Linked DNA regions of Mus musculus: regions 1 and 2 are each linked to region 3. Evidence: chromatin contacts called from public Hi-C and HiChIP or PLAC-seq data. All regions are on one chromosome and are shown on one strand. The core of a region is the stretch at or near the end of the contact, and the rest is flanking DNA. Distances in the headings are between cores, read along the strand shown.

Evidence for each region. Hi-C and Micro-C count contacts between places; a contact is called where the count stands out from the background. HiChIP or PLAC-seq counts read pairs in DNA pulled down with a chosen protein or histone mark.
Region 1: a Hi-C map of cardiomyocytes shows a contact between it and region 3, with 1.9 times the contacts expected there. The contact joins the promoter of Ryr2 here to the promoter of Actn2 in region 3. A contact is called at or near these places in 1 of 39 promoter capture datasets (liver), 2 of 484 Hi-C or Micro-C datasets (cardiomyocytes and embryonic stem cells) and 1 of 115 datasets of contacts at active chromatin or transcription factors (the SCID.adh cell line).
Region 2: an H3K27ac HiChIP or PLAC-seq map of heart atrium shows a contact between it and region 3, with 9 read pairs. The contact joins the enhancer-like site here to the promoter of Actn2 in region 3. A contact is called at or near these places in 1 of 39 promoter capture datasets (cranial neural crest), 1 of 484 Hi-C or Micro-C datasets (Th1 cells), 1 of 115 datasets of contacts at active chromatin or transcription factors (heart atrium) and 3 of 9 other capture datasets (adipose tissue, liver and pancreatic islet).

What each region holds. Positions count from the first base shown.
Region 1 is chr13:12,105,608-12,108,307 of GRCm38.p6, forward strand. It overlaps Ryr2 (ryanodine receptor 2, cardiac), which reads right to left and starts at 1,338. Exons shown (of 105, transcript NM_023868.2): 1 at 792-1,338. The coding sequence starts at 839.
Region 2 is chr13:12,194,799-12,197,498 of GRCm38.p6, forward strand. Mtr (5-methyltetrahydrofolate-homocysteine methyltransferase) reads right to left here. Exons shown (of 33, transcript NM_001081128.3): 28 at 440-595. Among named protein-coding and RNA genes, the nearest start is that of Gm10336, 9.7 kb to the left of the region's middle. Within about 2 kb of position 1,428, at least 40 of the 459 cell types and tissues checked have an H3K27ac peak or open chromatin away from gene starts, as enhancers often do. A contact at or near this core is called in heart atrium, where this site is marked.
Region 3 is chr13:12,339,301-12,342,000 of GRCm38.p6, forward strand. Actn2 (actinin alpha 2) reads right to left here and starts at 1,432. Exons shown (of 21, transcript NM_033268.4): 1 at 1,075-1,432. The coding sequence starts at 1,200.

The DNA of each region.
Region 1 (2,700 bases), core at 88-2,587, 230 kb before region 3:
AGCCAGCGTTTAAAGAACGACACATGTTCATGATGCTCAGCCTCTGTAAATTCTTTCATGCGGTCCGTGCACACACACACACAACACACAGGAACGCACACTCACACACACACACACATGCACACACACACACACACACACACACACACACACACACACACACACACGGTTCCAATGCGCTCTGCAAGCTGTCGTCACGAAAACCAGCATGGCACCATGCCGGGAACCGTGGGGACCACCGGAGCAAGCCTCCATGGCATTGGTATCTGCTCGACTTGGGGGCACCCTGGGGGCAGCCTTCTCAGCCCTGGCCAGTCACTATATGATCGACACCGCCAAGTACTCGGATTGCGATGTCTTCACTCCGTGACGGCGCGCAGACTCAGCCCTGAAGCCCCAGGGACGGCGAAAGCCAGAGCCGCCACGCTAAGCGCGCCCCACGGAACACGCAGCCCTGCACCCTAGCCTGAGTCGGTCGAAGAGGTCCCTGGCCAATTCAGCTCCCGCAGCTGGGTAGCGCCCGCCCGGGTGCCTCCCGCTGGCTCGCCACGCTGTCACCGCACTGAGTCCTCTTGGTTTTCCACATGCGCGCACAGACACGCGTCCTGCCCTTCCCCGGGCAGACCCGCACACCTGCACACATGTGGTGATGCAGACCCCTCCAGCATCCCTGGGGCGCCTCTGGCGGACCAGAGGCGGCCCCGCAGCCGGTTGTCACTCTACGGGGACCCTGCGGGGGGCTCCCAGGCACCCCTTCCCCTGGGAGATGCGCGCCGCGACGTGGCACTTACAGTTCTCAGGAACTGGATCTCATCCTCGCCTTCGCCCGCATCAGCCATGGCTCCGCGCTCCTGGCCCGGCCGGCTCCGGAGCCCGGCGGAGCCCCACGACCGCGGCCACTTATGCTGCTGCTGCTACTGCTGAAGCTGCTGCTGCGGCTTCTCTGGACGCTCTAGTCACTGCTAACCAGGATGTTCTAGGGGCTCCAACGGCTGCTACTCGGGTCGCTGCCCCTGCGGCGGCCACAGCCAGGAGCCCGAGGCACCCGGGGGGCCGCGCTGCTGGTGCCGAGAGCCCAGCGGTCGGTCCCCCTGCAGCGCGGCGGAGGCGGGCACGCGGGGGCGGCCGAGGCGCGGGGCCTCCCTGCGCCGCACGGTGCGGGAGGAGGGCAGCCCGGCGTGAGGACGCAGGGAGGAGGCCCCACTGCCCGGCGCGCTCGGCCCCGGCTCCCGCCAGCGAGTGCCCGGAGCCCGCGGAGCCGGGCTAGTGCAGCGGCGGGGGCGGGCTGGGGGCGGGCGGGGAGGAGCTGCCAGCCCCGGCTGCTGCAGGTAATCCGCAGCCCGCTCCTCCGGCCGCCAGCGCCGGGGCACAGTGCCGCTTACTGGCTGCTTGGGGAATCAACTGGCGCGTGCCAGAGCGCTCAGCCATCCCCTGCACCTGTGCCCTTCCTGACCTCAAGTCCAAGGAGCTCAGCTTCCCGCTGAGCCCTGCTACAGTACTTGCCACCCATTTCTAAGGCCTTTTGGATTGCACGGGGAACTCTCCTTCTCCCCCGGTGCACAGAATGGGGAGCCTCTACGTGTGATCGATATTTACACTTCGACTCCCTCCATACGAGATAGAGGTGGTTTTCTTAGTTATTGAGTCAGCATGCACCAGACTCATCACAGATTAAGTTCTCACCACAAGGGGCCTGGTGTGGATGGTCGAGGAGTTTTAACAAATTATTCAGCAACAGGGGTGAGAGAGAAGGCTGAAGAAGAGCACTCACTGATCTTGTAGAGGATGCGCCTCGGTTCCTAGCACCCACGCGAGACAGCTCACAACCACCTGTCACTCTGGTTCCAGGAGACCCAGTGCCCTCTGGCCTCCATGGGCACCTGAAGGTACTTCGTGCACATACATTTATTAGGCACATATGCATAGATAAAATAAGTATATATTAAAAAGTACTCAACGACAGCACAACAATCCCAGCATTCAACGACAAAGTAGGCATCTTGCCATGCATTGTGATACAAGACACACAAATTCATAATGCACCTGCGCAAGAAATTACAATAAAGTATGGTGTGCTAAGGACCAGTCCGATCACTGAATGCGCTAAACTCACACCGTGGTATCCGCGATCTGCCGTGAGAGAGCAAAGTTAAACATTCCTCCACAAATGCCGGATCCAAATCTCACAATGCTCCATGTAATCATAAGCCATCAAATCTCCATTTTAAAAACAGCTGCTGTAAGCCAGCTAGCCGGCTCAGCTGGTGAAGGCACTTGCCACCAATCCTGACTAGATGAGTTCAATTCCAGGGACCCACATGGTGGGAAGAAAGAACTCCAAGTTCTCCTCAGCCTCCACACACAGCCGTCATACACATAAATAAATAAATGTTTTTAAAAGTAGTATGTAACTATGACTAAGAAATAAAATGTCGGAAGCAACTGGGACAAGAAATCCAACACATGTTTTCTCAGTTCTAAGTGTTTTCATTTATATCACTGAAAAAAAATTATAGAGAAAGCAACGTTCCCACATGCCCAACCTACTCATAGTCAGGAGTTATACAATAAATAATTTTGCGTTAACTTATCTCTGCTACACATGTTACAGCATCTGGTACATCATTAAAACTGCCCAGAAATTTTCAGGTGGGTTACATTTTGTTTCCACCTTTCCTATTTTCGTCCTTACAAAGTTAA
Region 2 (2,700 bases), core at 178-2,677, 140 kb before region 3:
CCACTTCCAGGAAGCCCACTCTAATCTCCTGTTGGAGTTCTAGCCCCTCTTCTTATGTGAGTGGGATCCCAGGCAGAGCCCTTAGCAAGAGTCGAGCATCAGCCCAGAACAAACCTAGGACTGTCAGCTCCACTGTAGTCAATCAGGTACTAAACCTCAAGATAGCTCCTTTTTTTTCTTTTTTTTTGCCTCTCTGCCATGCAGAGACCAGTGTGTAACTGATGTCAGTAAGTACATTTATTTGAAGAAAATGTTAATAAAAGGGCACATTTACCTGACATGATAAGGGCAAGCAAACACTGAAATGCTCGTGTGAAAGCTGAGTGGTGAGTCACGTGGAAGCAGCTGTATCCTGTACAAACTAAACACTTAGTGCCTTCCCTCAAACCACTCCGAATCACAACACATCGTGAACACCAGGCAGGCAGGACTTACTAACCTACTGCTTTGTCATTAAATATCTTGGGAAATCCTCGGTTCGGGTACTTGCCCCGGAGCTGCCAGACGTCAAAGAAAGGCTTCCAGTCAATGTAGTCCACCAGCTTTTGCAGGTTGTAGTCCTCAAAGACCTGGGTCCCAATAAACGTGGGCTTCACTAGAGGAGAGGCACAGCTGTCAGCGTTGGCACAGCAGCTGGGAGAGCACTCACACCAACACACACTGAGGTGTCCTCTGCTGCTCCTCACTCCACAGCGCACTCCCACACCTGCTTCCCTCCTGTCACCCGTAGGAGTTGTCTTACCAAGAACAGAACTTTCAATTACTGTGGAAAAGGAATTTTCCCATGCAGCTGACTGACTGCTGGAAACTTCCCTCCACCCTTCTAGCCCCACCATAGCCAAGAAAAAAGGAAGCCTTGAGTTCATCCCTGAGTATACAGACGGTCAGAGTGTTAAAGACCACTGCAGAAGCAGAAGGGCTTGTGTAATACACTACTCGTATCAGGTTTACAAACATGAACCAAGAGCCTTGCCTGCACAGTCATTCTCTCTCTCTTTCTCTCTCTCTCTCTCTCTCTCTCTCTCTCTCTCTCTCTCTCTCTCTCACACACACACACACACACACACACACATACACACACACACACAGAGTAGGGACATATACTGAAATGAGTTCCCTACTCTGCAGGGGAGGGACAAATACAGGACCTCCACTATGAATAAATACCCGATTTTAAAAAAAAAAAGGAGTCATAAATCATTTCTTAGATTGTATAATGGAAATAGAGGGGTGTTCAGAAATTGTCCTTTATATCCAAGCCTGAAACATACCATAACATACATGATTCTGGGGCCTCTATAGGCAGACTGTGCTCCAGCCATTTCAGGACACCAAGGACAAAATGCCACATGGATACTGGGCCAGAGGCCAAGGTACCAGTGCTACTGCCAACTCTGAATGGCCATGTCTCCCTGTGACTAGGGATCTGAGGACTGGCTGTTCCACTGTTAGCAGCTGCTCTGAAGAACACCGGCCTCTCAGGAAGCAAGGGGAGAGCGGAGGAGCTCTTAACTAGAATCTCTGCCTTCCTGCACCGCAGTGACTCCTCCCATCTGTTCTGCCATCTTCCCATGATTCACAACTGCCCCTCTTTTCAACCACCATTGAACAGCTTTGTTAACAAAGTCTGGATAGTCTTCTTAGGAGAGAAACTGAAGAGAGACCACTGACACTCCAGACTTAAAGAGGCCTCTTGTTACAGTGGCCTGCAGCTGTGGAGCTGCTGAGGGCAGGGCTACTCTTGATCAAGCTTCATGCCCAGAATCCTGGGGTTGTTGCTTCAGGCTCTTCTTCCCAAGGTCTAGAGAGAGAAAGCTGTCCTTTTTAGGGTTTGATGTCCTATAGCTCCCTGAAGATAACTGGAATAGCCTCAAAACATGGGAAGGCCATACCTTGAGACCCGCATCCTTCAGGCAGTAAGGTAGATAGAGCCGAGTGATGCATCATATGGGGGTTAAAAAAGGCAACCCAAGAAGTATCTCCACCACTACCAGGAGCCACAGCCCTTTTAGGATCGACAACTTGCCCTGACGCCTCTAGACCAACGTTTAGAGTAAAGATAAACAGTAAATAAAGACCCACAGCATGGACTCTGCTCTAGTGATTTCTAGGTCTTCAAAGGTTTTCACATTAGTATCTAATTTTACCCTTTGAACATTTCCTTAAAGTAATCCCCCTTTACACAACGGAGCTTGTAAAAATGCAGAAGACAGACACTCAAGGTCACAACAGTGAATCAGAGCCAGGAGCCAAGTAGGGACAAGCACTCGGGCCTCCAGCTCCCAGTCTGGCACTCTTTCCACTAAACCACCCTGAACCCAGCAGGAGTGAAATCAGAACTGAGCACACCTACATTTGCAATTTCATCTCAACTCTGCAGAGCATGTGTAGAGCACAGATGTCATGAGCACTGAAAGCGGATTTCAGACATTACCTTGAAAATACGGATTCTGCTAACAGAACCCCCTTTCACCCTGTCTTGGTTTTGCATTTGTATCTCATGTCTCTCTGAGCCTGTCAAAACATCTTACGCATATTATTCCCTTGTGAACACCTATGTGAGGTAAGAAAAGTAGCTAGAAATAAAACAGGAAGAAACCACATAACAGAAATTAAAAGGGAAGCATCCAGAGACAGAACAAGAAAGTGAAAAGGGACCCAGCTTTGCTGCAGAGTCTCTCAAGACCTGTAAGTGCAAGG
Region 3 (2,700 bases), core at 182-2,681:
TTATAGCAACAGCAGGGACAGAGCTGCTACTGAGAATTTAAGAGAGAGTAGACAAGAAAAGAGAAATACTATATAAAAGTAGTGCGTGGTTATTTGATAATGAATGCAAGCATGAAGCCTTTTTCTTTCTTGTTAACATCACCATAGATTTCCAACATTATACACTTACTGACACACAATCACTCAAAGGAGCAGCTATGGAAACTCCCATGCACACTGACACTCACACTTAGCATCCACCTAACAGTAGGCTCTTAGAAGGGAAATCCACCTTGCTCATGCCCAGAAAAAGTAAGAAGATAAGGCATGAGGCACTGGCTTGGGGAACTGGCTTTTGTCAGAATGTTGAGTTAGTCTGTTGACTTGCCTAACCACCCAGGCTCTGTGCCCAGTCAAACAGAGGTGGAACTTAGCCTCCTGGTGAGCACCCCTATTTGTTTTAGCCAAGAGGATCAAGAAGAAACCCTGAATAATGGAATGTTCCATTAGGCCCCATAGAGCACCAAGATGGGGAGGGAGCTCTTGGAAGCTGGCTGTCTCCTTCATCCCTGTGTGCTTACCTCAATGAACTATAAATAGAGTGTGAAATAATTTTTACTTTGTAGGTGAATGTCTAGGGTTCTACAGCATCCCTCTCTAAGGAGCCTAACATGTTTAATAAGTAGTTTTCGAATTATCTTTGGGCCAGACCTAGGAAAGTTGAGATAGAGTGGGTTTTCATTTTGTGTCTTAGTGAGGAGACAGTCTTGGGGCAAATGAAGACAGCAGGGTCTGTCACAAAATAACTTTAGGGCAAGGTCATGGCAAAAGGAGAGCTGAGACTCTCAGATTCTAGTCTAACAGTCTTTTGAACATCATTCGTTTTCCAACTTATGTTAACTTTTATACACACACACACACACACACACACCAGGTGTCCTGCCTATCTCTGGGTGTGCTGTCCTTTCTGATGGTGCGGTGGGAGGCTGGGGGAACAAGAGCCTCCACCAGGGGGCCTCTTCTAGTGGTCACAGCCGGAGACGCCCCCACCCCACAACGACCCAGGCACAGACATGCGTGAGGGACCCTGCTGACCTTCCTCTGCTGCTTCTCCCAGGCCGGGTCGAGGAGCAGGTCGCGGTCCCACTCCTCCTCCTGGATCATATACTCATCTTCGTCGTAGACATAGTTGTACTGCACGCCGGGCTCTATCTGATTCATGGCGCTGGGTGGCTGGGGCGGCTGGGGAGCGAGCACAGCGCAAGGGATGGACAGACGGACGGAGAAATGGATGGATGGATGGATGGATGGATGGATGGATGAATGGATGGATGGATGGATGGATGGATGGATGGATGGATGGATGGATGGAAAGGCGGCGGGCTGCGGTGACCTTCTCGCGGTTCCTGGGGCGGCACGCCTGGGCGCGGAGTCTCCGGCGAAGTACCAGCACGCCTGCAGGCAGCGCCGCGCGGATTAATAGCCCGCTGAGAGTCACGTGCTGCCGGCCCCACCCACTCCCCGTCTCCAACACGTGTGGTTGGCTGGCTGGAGAGCCCCGCTCAGGTTCCACTGCCTTGACTCCGCCCACCCCTGCTCTCTGCTGGCTTCCAGGGATGACCTAGGGGCACCTCGGACAGCAACCCAGAGGAAAGTAGGGAGGGTTGGAAGCTTAGAACTAGGGAGAGGACACATATGGATCCGGTCCCACCTCTCACAGCACACACAAGGGTTCCAAAGACCCGCTGCAAAGTCATGTTTCCCGTGTGTCCACAAGCTAGCTGAAAAATCTCCCTCATCCCTCCTTTTCCTCCCCCACTCCCACTTCCACTCCCACCTCTCTCTCTCTCTCTCTCTCTCTCTCTCTCTCTCACACACACACACACACACACACACACTCCTCCGCCCCTTTCCCCTCCCCTCCTCCTTCTCCTGCCCACTCCTCCTCTTTTTCTATTTGTCTTTCTTTTCTCCTCTTTTCCTCCTCTTCAGTTCTCTGCCTCTCTGCCTCTCCACCTCTCCTCTACTCCCTGTTCACCTCCTTCCTCCTTCCCTTCTTTCAGTTCTTCTAAAGTGTCTCCCTCCTTCTTTGTCCTCTCTTTATTCATCGTTCCCTCTCTTAATCCTCAGTCTTCTCTCCCATTCCATTCTTTCTCCCTCCGTTTAAAAACCCCTGAATACCCTCTTTCTTGGCTTCTCGCCCTCACCTGAAGGACTCAAGGCATGTAACTTAAACCAAATGTATCAAAATGTCAGTAACCAAGCCAAAGCAGGAAGCGTCTAGTACTCACCTGCCAGCCATAAATTCAGAGAACTGACAATGACAGGCCGGTGGCCAGTTTCTCCTTACATTTCCGTTTCTCCCCGCAGTGCTGCACTTCTGCTCTCACCAGACCTGCTTAGCCGTCCCTAGAAATTATGTCACCCAAGGAAGTAAAGCCAGAGCCATGGGAGCAGAGGGCTGAAATTTCAAGTCAATCCTGTAACAACCACCTGCTATAAGCTGAATACAGCATTAGGTGCCCAAAACATCTGAGAGGATAGGGTCCCCCCAGTTAAGTTTATATCCCAATTTAGTAACCGCTGCCAGCAGGTGCTACAGTACTATTTGTGGCGCAAGGCTACCAATCTGCAGCCAGGTTGCAAGAGAAACTGTGTAGACTTAGAATCGCCAAATTCTTTCAACATCTACTGTTTTTTGCAGAAAAACTCACACAATCA